Regions from separate parts of the Canis lupus genome. Here region 2 is linked to region 1. A link is a contact called in public Hi-C data. All regions are on one chromosome and are shown on one strand. The core of a region is the stretch at or near the end of the contact, and the rest is flanking DNA. Distances in the headings are between cores, read along the strand shown.

The links. Hi-C and Micro-C count contacts between places; a contact is called where the count stands out from the background.
Region 2: a Hi-C map of skin fibroblasts shows a contact between it and region 1, with 2.1 times the contacts expected there. The contact joins two enhancer-like sites. A contact is called at or near these places in 4 of 9 Hi-C or Micro-C datasets (amygdala, blood and skin fibroblasts).

The regions. Positions count from the first base shown.
Region 1 is chr6:748,111-755,267 of UU_Cfam_GSD_1.0, reverse strand. It overlaps CRCP (DNA-directed RNA polymerase III subunit RPC9), which reads right to left. Exons shown (of 6, transcript XM_038538992.1): 5 at 4,811-4,868. It also overlaps the pseudogene LOC102153077. Among named protein-coding and RNA genes, the nearest start is that of CRCP, 31 kb to the right of the region's middle. Within about 2 kb of position 4,202, at least 4 of the 20 cell types and tissues checked have an H3K27ac peak or open chromatin away from gene starts, as enhancers often do.
Region 2 is chr6:960,423-966,783 of UU_Cfam_GSD_1.0, reverse strand. TPST1 (protein-tyrosine sulfotransferase 1) reads right to left here. Exons shown (of 6, transcript XM_038538994.1): 4 at 6,273-6,323; 5 at 2,883-2,925; 6 at 2,188-2,740. The coding sequence ends at 2,908. Among named protein-coding and RNA genes, the nearest start is that of KCTD7, 15 kb to the left of the region's middle. Within about 2 kb of position 2,838, at least 2 of the 20 cell types and tissues checked have an H3K27ac peak or open chromatin away from gene starts, as enhancers often do.

The sequences.
Region 1 (7,157 bases), core at 2,953-5,452:
GCACATAGCACTTCCTATCTGTTATTTCTTTTAGCCCTCACAACAATCCTGGCAAAAGACAGAACGAGCACCTCAAGTTGGGCCTGCCCAACACTGACACCTACAATCAAACACACACCATGTGGCCTTGATCACCTCCTAGGAATGTGAAGCAAGAGTGATGGCTGGGAAACAATCCCCTGCTGCCTCACTAAATTAGATCCACTTAAAGCCCAGTTTGATGTGTCCTGGAAATCTACACACTGATAATCCACAATTATGAGCCAGTTTTCTTAGCTGTACCTCTAGTTCTCGAATATATTAATGAATACAAATATAGTCAACAATGTTTTTAAGAGCAATACACAGGCAGTCAAATTACTTACCCATGTTCACTTAGGGGCACCAGCCACCTATCATAAACAGCTAAAGGTGTCCAGGGTTCTGTTCTGTGGTATTTCCCACAGCAACCTCTGAGATCTGGTGACTAGAACCAAGAGGAGTTCCAGAAAGAAATCCCAGCAGATTTAAATAAAACAGGATAACAGGCTAGACTTCAAACCCTGAAGAGGGTTTTGGTCTGACCGCCTCCCTTTACAGAAGCTCATCAAGTCAGGTGATGTGTCTAAGATCACATCACGAACTCCTGGGAAAACATCAGTCTCTTCATTCATCTAGGGTACAAAAATGTTTCTACAACCAGAGAATCATCCTGAGTGTTCTAGGGTGGAGAAGACCCTGAGTGAACCAACGGGGCTACTTCTCATCATGCTGTGAAATAAAACGACCATTTCCTAAAGATTCAAAAGCTCCATAAAGTATAACCTCTACTGAACAAGAAATAATCCTCAAAAACCCATTTTTAAAACCAGACATGCTGGGACGCCTGGGTGGCTCAGTGGTTGAGCATCTGCCTTTGGCCCAGGGCATGATCCTGGAGTCACGGGATTGAGTCCCACATCGGGCTCCCTGCAAGGAACCTGCTTCTCCCTCTGCCTATGTCTCTGCCTCTCTCTCTCTCTAATAAATAAATAAAATCTTAAAAAAATAAATAAATAAAACCAGACATGCAAAATTACAGTGTGTAAAAGGAAGTAATCTAACAGAGACTGTCTCCAAAATATGAAGGAGTTGGAAAGGGGTATATCCAATTTGATTATTTAACCCTAAGAAAAGATGATCTCCATTTGAGAAAGGAATGTCTCCAAATTTATAAATTGCCATGTGCAGTTGATTATGAACTGCTTCCTGACTCAGGGGAAGCAGGAAAGGAGATTTAGACTAGTCTTAGAACACTGACAACTTCCCACCAGTATTTGTGCAGGGGCTTTCCCAGAATCACTGCCACCAGAGCTTCTCAAGCATGTGGAAGTCAGGACAATTTATAGATGAGTAAGTGTAGGCTCAGCATTGTAAAGAAAACCTGATCTGGGTCTTACAGCAAGTAGGGAAAGGTCTTTGCCTTTGGATTCCAGCTCTTTCTAGAACACCATGCCTCTATCCTTTCCTCTCTCAGAGAGGCAGACTAGAGTTATAGGACTTCTCAGAGGCCTCATTTTTAGAAAACCAAATAGAGAAGACTTGAACAGACCACCTTCTTGCATCCTGATCACTGCGTGTGGCAGATGCAATGATGATCAGGCGTCAGCTGATAGGCAATAGGGCCGAAGAACAGAAACTTTCCTTTTCAAACCAAGATTCCCAGTCACAGGAAAAAAAACCTAAACCTCATTAAGCAAAATGAAAACACATTTATACAAAAAAGAAACTCAGAAACCAAAAACTCACTAATACCTCTTGGGTCTCTAAGATAAAATGATACTAACTGTATTACTCCTCACCTTTTCTTCCCAACACAGAAGAAACTGAGCCCAAAGAGACACAAAGCACCACCTCAACGTTCTCAAACACCCAAGGTTTCAAGTTGTTCGGAACAGAAGGGTGAATGAGATGTAAAAATCCAAAGTATTTGCAGATGAGTCAACGCTAAATTTTTATCATATACAAAGACCGTATCAATTCCTAGGAACTGTCAAATGGGGCTGCTATACTCCAAAAATGGTGTCTCTCATTCTGAGCTGCCAAGGCCAACTTCCTACATTACCAAAACAACTTGAACCTAATAACTATGGACACTTCTAGCTATCTGACCCAGAACAGTTCACTTAACCTCTGTAAATTTCACTTTTCTCTAATGTAAAATGAATGTAACATCCACAGTTAAGGACCAAATAAGAACACATATTACAGTGTTTTGTAAGCCATAAGACGATACAATCTAAGACATTTATAATCACTAACTTCCAACAGGCGTATATGGCAGTACTGTTGAGGACAGTGGCAGGACGGGGACAGAATCACAGAAGTGGGGGGCAGGCTCCTGTGGATCTGAGGCTTACCACAAACCATGGCTGAGGTGTAACCAAAAGTAGCTTTACCCCCCAAAACTGAATACAAATGCTGGATGCTGGAAATACTTTGGACACAGGGAGAATAATGGCCGTAAGGTTAATGCAAGGATATTCTCAAGTCTTCTGTACTTCACACCCTTTGTGAAAACCTCATTTCTGATCCCTCTCTTATGAGAAGAGATATTGTCACTGGGATTTGCTATCCTTTGTAGCCAAATCCCAGGCTGGGGAAAATCTGACTATAACATGGTCCAACTGCTGAGAAACAACATACCGTATTTATCAAGACCTACTACCTACCTACCTGTGAAAAGGAGAAAGGAAAGGACAGTCTGAGGGGATGCCACACACTTCTTTCTTCTTACTATGCAAAAGCACATGGCTTGGAGGAGAAAGTAAGGTGCTAAGTCAGACAGACCCAATTTGCCACTCACTAGCCAAGACTATGGTGAGGGCATTAAAGGTGACACCTACGAAGCCCATGGCATAGAGCAGGCACTCTTAATAGCAGCTAATCATACCAAATAATGATAGAGCTTTCTACAGGCTCTGGGATGAGATCATGCTAATCTTCATCTCCTCTCTCCATCTGTCATTAAGCCATGAATAACATATGTTGCTGATTAAAGTTGGAGGAGCTAACATGTGATTTTTAACCCAGAGGGACATGGATTAGTTTCTTGCTGATTTGTTTTTTTTTTTCTGTTCTAAGATGAATCTCCTGCACAGTTGAATGCATCAGAGTAAGGATACAAAAAAAAAAAAAGGAATCTCTATTTACCCTAAAGGCCAGTTCCCCCAGAAAGTCACCCTTTATGGAAGGAATTTTTCTAATTTATTTATTTATTTTTTTTTAATTTTTATTTATTTATGATAGTCACACACAGATAGAGAGAGAGGCAGAGACACAGGCAGAGGGAGAAGCAGGCTCCATGCACCGGGAGCCCGACGTGGGACTCGATCCCGGGTCTCCAGGATCGCGCCCTGGGCCAAAGGCAGGCGCCAAACCGCTGCGCCACCCAGGGATCCCGGAATTTTTCTAATTTAATTTTGGGGGCATTTTGAAGGACAGGAAAACATTAGGAGGACAATAAAAGTCTTAGTCGAAAATTAAATGCCCCATGACCCTTTTATTTATTTATTATTATTTTTTAAGGTTTTTATTTATTTATTCATGAGAGAGATAGAGAGGCAGAGACACAGACAGAGGGAGAGGCAGGCTCCCTGTGGGGAGCTTGATGCGGGACTTGATCCCGGAATTCCAGGATCATGACCTGAGCCGAAGGTAGATGCTCAACCACTGAGCCACCCAGACGTCCCTCCATGAACCTTTTACAAAGGTTCTTTTTAAAGAAACTCTAAACATCATAGGTATTTTTGGCTGCTTTCTTCCACACTTTCTGAGAGAAATTTGACAAAGGATAAGTACTTCTAAAACTGACTTTGCAAACTCCTTTTTTCTCATTTTGTTAATTCTCTAATCAGTTTTTTTTTTTTTTACCGACAATTAAATGGCCTGCCTGGTATTTAGAGCTTCACGGTGTTCCCAGGACACCAACACAGTAACCACACAGATTTTCTCACTGGGCCTCAGCTTCACATTCTCCTTAGACCATGTATAGCTTTTACTCTGGCTGTCTTGCACAATTCTAAAGCTTTATACTGTGACTGCTGTGTAGACTGTGCAAGTGATGAGGATCCACTGAATGGTCATACGCAGGGAAACAAGATGATCAAGTTTGTGGTCTGAGAAAGTGAACTCTGACAGCGGTGCAGAAGGTGGACTGTAGGGGCCAGCCTGAGGCAGGGATGATGAGAGGACAACCACGAGAGCTGCACTGAGAAAAGACAGAAATTAACACAGTGTGACAGGGAGAGGAGAGAGAACAGGGGAAGACACAAGCAACAGAACCTGGGGACTAAGTGCATGTGAGATCAAAGAAGAGAATGACTTCCAGGTTTCTGGCTTGAGAGACTGGGCCAGGAGGCTGACAGAAAGAGCATGTGGGGAAGTACACTTGTGCTCTGTGAACTAAGAACAGAAACAGGAAGAATAGGGTTGAAGGGTGGGAGTCAGGGAGGAGAAATTCTGCCAGAGTCATGGTGAGTCTCTTGTTTTTCTGCAACATCTGGTTGGCAATAACCCCTACAGGAAAGCAATGACCAGGATAGGGTGGGACATCAGGGGAGACAAAGAGTGCTGCGATGCAGGCCCAAACCCTAAGGAAGGAACAAAATTTCCCCAGTCTACTTTCATTAAGTCCATACTAACTAGGATCCAATTGGTGAGGTCTCCTTTCACTTATAAAATGGGGCAGGCGGGCAGTCTTTTCAGGAAATGGCAGTTCCAGCCTTCATCACCCTTTCTCCCTTTCAGACTCAGAAACCACTCCCCTCATATTCGGGCCTCCTTCACTCACCAGCTGGATCTCAACAGCAGTCATAGGCCTGTGATTCAGCAGCTGAAGCTTCTCAGCTCTGTCAAATGAAAGTACAAAGCATTTAAAACTCTTATTCCCTTCAGAATCTTGAGTCTTGACCAAGCTGTTCAGAGAACACGGTGTCAGATAACAAATGGGAAAACTGCTTGGAAAGTGGCCCTCAGTTTCTTCAACTGTAAAAGGGAGAATGAGAATTGAAGAGCCCACATCAGAGACTCTTGAGAGGGTACAAATGTGTATTAGAATCAAAAAACAACTAATGTATGGATTAAAAGAAATGTAACAAATAGAAGAGGTGCAGTTTTAATCAATTTTATCTGGAAAATATGAAGAAAATAACATTTTCTTAATCCAAAAGATTAATAAAATAATCTTGGTTGGTTGGTATCACTTAGAAATGGCAGAGAATTCCTTTTTGAGATTAATATTAAATGTCAGATTTTCACTTGTTATATCAGAAACAAAAACCAGGACTAGAGGGGGGTAGGGGTTAATGCACAGAAGTATAAGGCACAGTCCTCTGCCCACAAAGTTTACAAGCCAGTTGGGGAAAGAAGACAAATACAAGAAATTTTAACAAACATGTAAGTAACTGTTGAAGATAATAATTATCACCTGTCACAAGGTAATATCTAGCTCATTTCTAAAGGAGTGGTTGAAATGTGTGGACTCTTGAAGGTGATATAGGACTTAAAAGAAAAAAGAACAGCTTTTTTCTTTTACCACCCCTGTGCAGGTGACAATTTCTAAGTTTCCCTCTCAATCTGACCCAGAAGCTCCAGATTCATCTTTCGGATCAACTCAGTAAATATTTACTGAACTTTAAAGACATTCTGAAATAAACAGATGACTGAGCCACAGGCCCACAGCCGCCTTTGGAGAAACAGCATATTAGCCAGCCTCCCTCTGCCTCGGTCTCGCCATCTGTATAACAGCAATCATAATAGAACTTAATATCTCATCAGGGGGTTAAGGAGGGATGAACATCTTTCTGTTTATAGTGCCAGCAGCTACCATTTATTGCTTCTTCCCATATGGCAAGCACATTGACTTAATCGATGCTGAGATGGTAAATAACTTGTCCAAGGGTTACACAGCTAGTAAATAGAGAGTTGGGACTCAGTCATCAAAGCTCATGTTCTTAACCATCTGCTTCTAGTGTTCGGTATTCAAATGATGACTGTCACAGCAATTTCTCCATAAATGGAAGTCATTAGTAAGGCACTTGTAGTGAAGTTCTACTCCTTCCTCATAATCCTGCAAACATTTACTCTAGACTCGAAGATGACTTCACTGAGGAGGAAACCTTTGCACTGGGCCCTGAAGAGTTTTCTAGACAAAACAATGGGAGCAATGGACAGTCAGGGCAGGAACAGCATAAGTAAACGGCAAGAACAAAAATTATGGAGTTTTAGGAAATGGCTGCATGAAAGGCTGTGAGACATGAAGCTGAGTCCTTAGGACAAGACCACACAGGGCTCCAACTAACAACAGGCTGGATGTGACTCTGTGGACACTGGAAAGTAACCAAGGAACGGAGTGATATGCTGAGGTGAGAAAAAACAAGGCCGTGAACCTGGGTAGCAGCAGGGCTGGCAATGAGAGGCTGGACATGTGAAAGGTCAACCTCAGGTATAGGTAACAGGACCTGACAACAGCCTTGGTTGGGTGGGGAAAGAGAGAAGAGAAGAGTCAGGGTTTAGTGTCAGGTTTTTAGTTTGTTTGGGAAAAATCTATTACTTGAAATCTGAGGAGTTTGTGGTGCTTTTGGAACAATGAAGAGGTCTCTGTTCAGCCATTCGTCTAGTTCTAGTTCTAGTGTGGTCTAGAACTAAAGAAAAAGACCAGAGCTGGATGTACTAGCAAGGAGTGATACAAAACCATGGGAGTGGATATCACAGTCCAGAGACCAACTACAGAGTAAGTGGAGACACAAGACAGGGCACCATAAAACATCTCCAGTTAAGGGTCTGGGAGAGAAGGTGGCAAAGGAGGAGGAAAGAGAGGCAAAGAAAACCTGAGAGAGTGATGTTAGGGAAACCAAGGGAGGAAAAGCTCTGGGAAAAGGGCAGGAGCAACAACATCACATGCTGAAGAGGGGAAAGCAGACTGACAGTATAGAAGTAACCAGATCTGCCAACAAAGAGGGCACTGGTGGTGGCCTGTGCAATAGTTTGGTGGAACAACAGTGATGGTCACAACTGGACTGTGGGGACTGAGGATTAACTGTAGAGAAAATAATCTTTTTTTCCCCTTTGGTAATGCAGTGTTACCACTTTTTTAAAATTTTCAAAACAATCTTTATTCTACATTTTGAGAATTAAAA
Region 2 (6,361 bases), core at 1,589-4,088, 210 kb before region 1:
GCTCAACATCCCTCATCATCAGTTAAATGCAAATTAAAACCACAATGAGATACCTCCTCACACATGTCAGAATGGCTAAAATCAAAAACACAAGAAATGAGTGGGAGCAGCTGGGTGGAGGCTAGATGGCCTGCAGCCCGAGCGCCTGTGCTGCGGGTGGCCCTGGTCTCTCCCCAGCACCTGCCCTGGGCTGGTTGTACTTGGCTCGTGGTTGCTGCCCGGTACTTGTCGGAGGTATGTGGAGGGCGAAGAACTTGGGCGCTCCACCACGAGGGCTGTGGCAGCCGGTCCAAGTCTCGCGCTCAGGCAATACCTAGACTTGAGGGAGCACAGCTAAGCATCAGCATTCTCCTCCACAGGATGATACATGAAGTGACAACCATTATGTTTCCCTTAATCATCTGGGGATTCAGCAAGTTCTATAATTCTTCCTGGTAAATTCAGGAGTTTTCCTGCAAGGGAAGTATCTGCTTAGAGAAATCAAATTTGGGAAAATTAAGAGAACAACCACCACATTGATAACCACACCCATAGTCCTGCTGGAAGAATGCTAAACAATTATTCTATGAATGAGAAGGCAAACTAGAGATGTTCTAATTTCAGTGAAGAACAAGAGCACAGAGTGGATGTGGGAAGAGGAGAGCTAAAGATGCAGATGCCTATTATTTTGAGACCCACTCACACTGCTGAATGTACTTTTTTTTTTTTCTGAATATACATCTGATTTATTCTGAGAGCTGCATGGAACTCCATGAAGACACCTTCCACAGTTTACTAGTTGATTTCTGGACTAGTCTCACCCAGGCTGCCTCCCAAACCTGCCACTTGCCACCATGAATGACACTGCAGTAAACCTATTACCTGCCACGGTGTGGATGGGCCCCCAATCAGCTGAAGGTCTTATTGAAAGAGAAGACCAACCTTTCTGAGCAAAAATAAATTCTGCCAGCAGACAGTTTTCAGACACCATCTAATTGATATCGTGAAGATTAAAAGCATCTCTTTGAAGTTACAAATTTGAAAAAGACATACAATGGGAGGTTTATGTGGAGTGGACTGTGATCGAGATATAAGAGGAAGGGATTCAGCTGGGTTTTTTTCTGAATTAGCTCAGGTCAAAGGAATCGGATGGAGGCAGAGGGAACATAAGTCCTCTTTTATTACCCCAAATCATGGAAGTGCCCAAAAGTATGATTTCTCTCTAGTGCAACTAGAGAACTTTCAGGTTATAGACCTTCCCCAAGTGAGTAATGTGTATGCTGGTCTATATATCAGCTGAGCTTTGTGAACTTGTCATTGAGATTACATCAGAAGATACTGTCATAAAATTATTACAAAAGTAAAAAAAAAAAAAAAAAAACCCACAAGAAATGACAAGTGTTGGGGAGGATGTGGAGAGAAAGGAATCCTCATATATTGTTGGTGAGAATGCAAACTGGTGCAGCCACTGTGTAAGAGTATGGAAGTTCCTCAAAAAGTTAAAAATAGAACTACTCCAGTGATTGCACTACTGGGTATTTACCCCCAAAATACAAATACACTAATTCAAAGGGATACATGCACCCTATGTTTATTGAAGCATTATTTACAAGAGCCAAATTATGGAAACAGTCCAGGTGTCTATCAACTGATGAATGGATAAGGAAGATGTGGCACACACACACACACAGAGGAATATTACTCAGCCATAAAAAAGAATGATCTTTTTGCCATTTCCAACAACATGGATGGAGCTAGAGAGTATCATGCTAAGTGAAATAAGTTAGAGAAAGACAAATGATTTCCATGATTTCACTCATATGTGGAATTTAAGAAACAAACAAATGAGGGGGATAAAAAAGACAAACTAAGAAACAGACTCTTAACTATAGAGAACAAACTGATGGCTACCAGGGGGGACGTGGGTGGGAGGAGGGGTGAACTAGGTGATGGGGATTAAGGTGATGAGAACTGAGCATTGTATGGAAGTTTTGAATCACAATATTGTACACTTGAAACTAATACAACACCGTTATTTTAACTATACTGGAATTAAAATAAAAAACTTAATTAAAAATTATGATGCATAGAAGGGAATATCTACAATACAGCCAACTGAAGAAACTTTGGTTTATCAATCACCATTGGATAAAGTCTTACTGCTTCTCTGAGATCACAGTAATGAAAACATGTACACCGCCAGAACACTTCACACATTTAAAGCTTTTATTTTGAAAAATAAAATACAAAAGTCATTAAGTTGTAAATGTATACGGTAATTCCCCAACTTCTCAAAAACAATACAATGAATTATTTAAATAATTAAGATCTTTAATATTATCCACATCAATACATTTAAACAGGAAGTGTTCTACAAAACATTAGAACATGTAGACAACCTATTCCAAGATGAAACTGCCCAATTTTGCTTATAGAATCCCATTTTAAAGCCCTCCCCTTGAAACAAAAGTTTAGAATCTGGTAAGAAAAGATGAGGACCAGAGCAGTTTTAACAGAAAGCACACGCTCCCTCTGAGCTTCTTATCCACAGGCCTGTGTGTGTAATTAGTATCAAGAGCACTGTACTCAGGAAGCAGATCACGCAGGGAGGCCCAAATGTATCCTGACATCCCACCCTCTCAATGGGAGGAGAATGGCAAGTGAACAGGTGATGTGGGCCATGGTACATACGCTTGACTGATCTCATCAGGGAACAGCTAGTACTAGAAATTTTCCTTCTGTTGAAAGGCAGCAGTCTTCCCTAGGGCAAACAAATAGAATATGGTTATAGGTGTGGAGTCACTCTATTTTCCCCTGCACCATACTGCCTCCAGCCACACTGCCCTCTAAGAGAGCTTAAGCAGGGAAACCCAAAGACCAAGGAATGTCCCCCCAACTCTCACCTCATGTAAGAGGTTCCTGGCTCTGCTACTCTACTTCCTCAGTCTGTCAAAGGAAGCAAAAGATGTTTTATTTTTATTTTTTATTTTTTTTTGTAAAACATGTTTTAAAGCCCTTGAAGTTAGTTAGGATGGAGAGTAACTACTACCATTGAAATAATCAGGGGTGGCCTGCAGGCTCTGACTACACATTTTTCTAATGAACTCAATCTGCTAACTACTATATAATAAAGAATCTAACTGGCCTTTGTCTCTAGTTTGTGGTAGGGAGACCCTAAATTCTTGGATTTTCCCAGGTAATGGGAATGTCTTCATTATTCAGGAGCTCCTTGAATTATATTTGAGTTTGTGCTAAGAGATGAGATAACTCAGGATGGGGGCTGGTCACGGAAAGACCAAACCTGTGATTGACTTCACCCACATGGCCAATGATTCAATCAGTCATGTCTATGTAATTAGATCCCAATAAAAACTATGGATGCTTAAGTTCAGTGGAGCTTCTTGGTTGGTGAATACACCGATATGCTATGCTGCTGGTTGGAAGAAGTACCCTGATTCCACGGGGAATGGGCATTGCTCTGTTTTTGAGACCCTCTCAGTCCTTGTCCTACATCACTCTTCATTTGGCTCATTCTGATTTGTATCCTTTGTAATAAAACTGTAATTGTAAGTACAGCTTTGCTGAGTTCTGTGAGCCACTTTACCTAAATACCAAATGCAAGGGTTCTGTGGGCTTCAATTTTATCATTTATTATAAGTTAAATCGAGGTCTTTTACAGTCCTTTTCTAACTATATGTGTGTGTGATGCATTAAATAAACCAGAGTTACTTACTTTTTTTTTTTTTTTTAAATACCCTGTTAACATTTTTTTTTTTTAGATTTTATTTATTTATTCATGATAGTCACAGAGAGAGAGAGAGAGAGGCAGAGACACAGGCAGAGGGAGAAGCAGGCTCCATGCACTGGGAGCCCGATGTGGGATTCGATCCCGGGTCTAGGATCGCGCCCTGGGCCAAAGGCAGGCGCCAAACCGCTGCGCCACCCAGGGATCCCCAGAGTTACTTACTAGGCCTGAAGTGCCTACTAAGTGTTTTGTGCATTTTTATAAAATAACTGATTTGTAGGAATCCCCTATAGTCTACAAATGAATACTTTGTTTCAAATTATTTTAACCCACTTAAGGTACACTTTTTTACTCTCTTTATGATGCTTTCTAATAAGTAAATATCATCAGGGTGCCTGGGTGGCTCAGTTGTTGAGCATCTGCCTTTGGCTGAGGTTGAGTCCTGCATCAGGCTCTCCCCACAGAGGGAGCCTGCTTCTCTCTCTCCTATGTCTCTACCTCTCTCTGTATGTCTCTCACGAATAAATAAATAAAATATTTAAAAACAAAAAAACTTTAAAAACGTAAATATTATCAATTTTAATGGTGTCCAAGTTACCCACTTTATTTTTTTAAAAGATTATTTATTTATTCATGAGAGGCAGACAGAGAGAGAGGCAGAGACACAGGCAGAGGGAGAAGTAGGCTCCATGCAGGGAGCCCGACGTGGGACTTGATCCCGGATCTCCAGGATCAGGCCCTGGGCTGAAGGCAGCGCTAAACCACTGAGCCACCCAGGCTGCCCTAAGTTACCCATTTAAAAATTAATGATTAGTGTTTTTTATGATCTGTTTAAAAAAATCCTTCCCTCTTAAGGTTATGAAATTATTCTCCTTTATTATCTCCTAAAAACTTTATTATTTTACCTTTCACATTTAGGTCTGTAATCTGCCTGGAAATGATTTTTGTGTATGCTGTGAAGCAGAGGTATCCCTTTAAATTAGTCTCAAATTCCCTTTCTTGATTCTTTCAAACTTACTATACAGAATAGTCTTTGGATTTGACATTCCTTCAAGACTTGACTCTCAGATTATTCTCTGGCCACAGCCTACAAGTGATTGATGGCTTATTCATGAATCCATCCAGGTTTCTGGGGCATCACGCCTAGACCAGGCTCAGGGTTCAGTGCCCCCTTGTCTGCCAAAGTTGATCAGTCTTTTGGGGAGATCAGAAGTTCCTTGAGAAGATCTTTTTTTCTCTGACTCTTGAGGACTTATTCCAACTTCTCACCCATAACAGAAATTCAGTAAACATTTGTTGAACAAAATGAATGAATGGGAAGATTAAAATTAAATATAGGCAAATGAGAATATGCCCTGAAAGTAGTTTGAAATTCTCAAATAATACATATCAACTATTAAAGGCTTACAACTGTTATGGGACAAGGATTTGAGAAGACAGAGCCTTGAACCTTGGTGTGAGAAGCAACTTCTCTCAAATAGCCCTGTCCTTTTATTCCAGGCTTGCTTCAGGCTACACAACTTCACAGAGTCTATGAGGAGGTCTGTCTCCCTCACCAATCCATATCCGCAATGATTTTAGAAGCCGACGTTCTTGCTGGGTCTTCATTTCCTATTTACAAGCCAATTACTGATAGCAGCCTGGGCTAGAAAGGGCAGTCTTCTGCGGGGTTCCAGTAGGAGTTAACAATCTTTCCCCACTACCAGGTAGGCATGGCAGAGGATTCTCAGATGCAGGACATTCTGGGCTAGTTTAGGCACACGGTGTCAGCTGTAACACTGCCTGTTTCTCTTCAACTCAAGAAACAACACTGAAACCCAAGTAAGTATGGGTGTGACATTACAAGGATAACTCTGGATCTGTTTTAACAAATCTTTTAAAATGTAAACGTTGGGATCCCTGGGTGGCGCAGCAGTTTAGCGCCTGCCTTTGGCCCAGGGTGCAATCCTGGAGACCCGGGATCGAATCCCACGTCGGGCTCCCGGTGCATGGAGCCTGCTTCTCCCTCTGCCTAGTCTCTGCCTCTCTCTCTCAATCTGTGTGTGACTATCATAAATAAATAAAAATTTTTAAAAAATTAAATTAAAATGTAAACGTTATTCATTTTCAAACTCTCACTGTCCTTTCCCAGCTTGGGGGCTTTGCAGCTCAGGGCCAATGGCGGTAAATACAATGTATTCACAAGTCTTCTAGGCTCCAAATAAGACAAGTTAGGAGGTCATGGATGTATATATGACAAGAACAAAGGGTGGCTGAAAGTTTTATTTCAAGGGATATTGGAAGGCTGAGCAGATTCACCAAGGCAGGTTCCTTATACATGGAATACTCTATGGCTTATAAGTCACCTCAAGCAACTGGATTTTAGTTATTAATAGAGCAGTTCCCTAATTTTGGAAGACACTGACACTGAGCTCTCTGAAATTAAGACTGTTAAAACGAACAATTACCAGAGACCAATCTTTCTGCCACCAGTACAGCACTCTTTAAAAAGATCATCCTGACACAAGAGCCCATCTATCACATTAAGAAGAGAAAGCAGACACAGTACCTGAGGTTTTTCCTTAAGAAATTCAGGGAGCTGAAATTCTCCTTTATAGACCTGGAAAAACAAAGTCAAGTGTGAGTTTAAGGAAACAG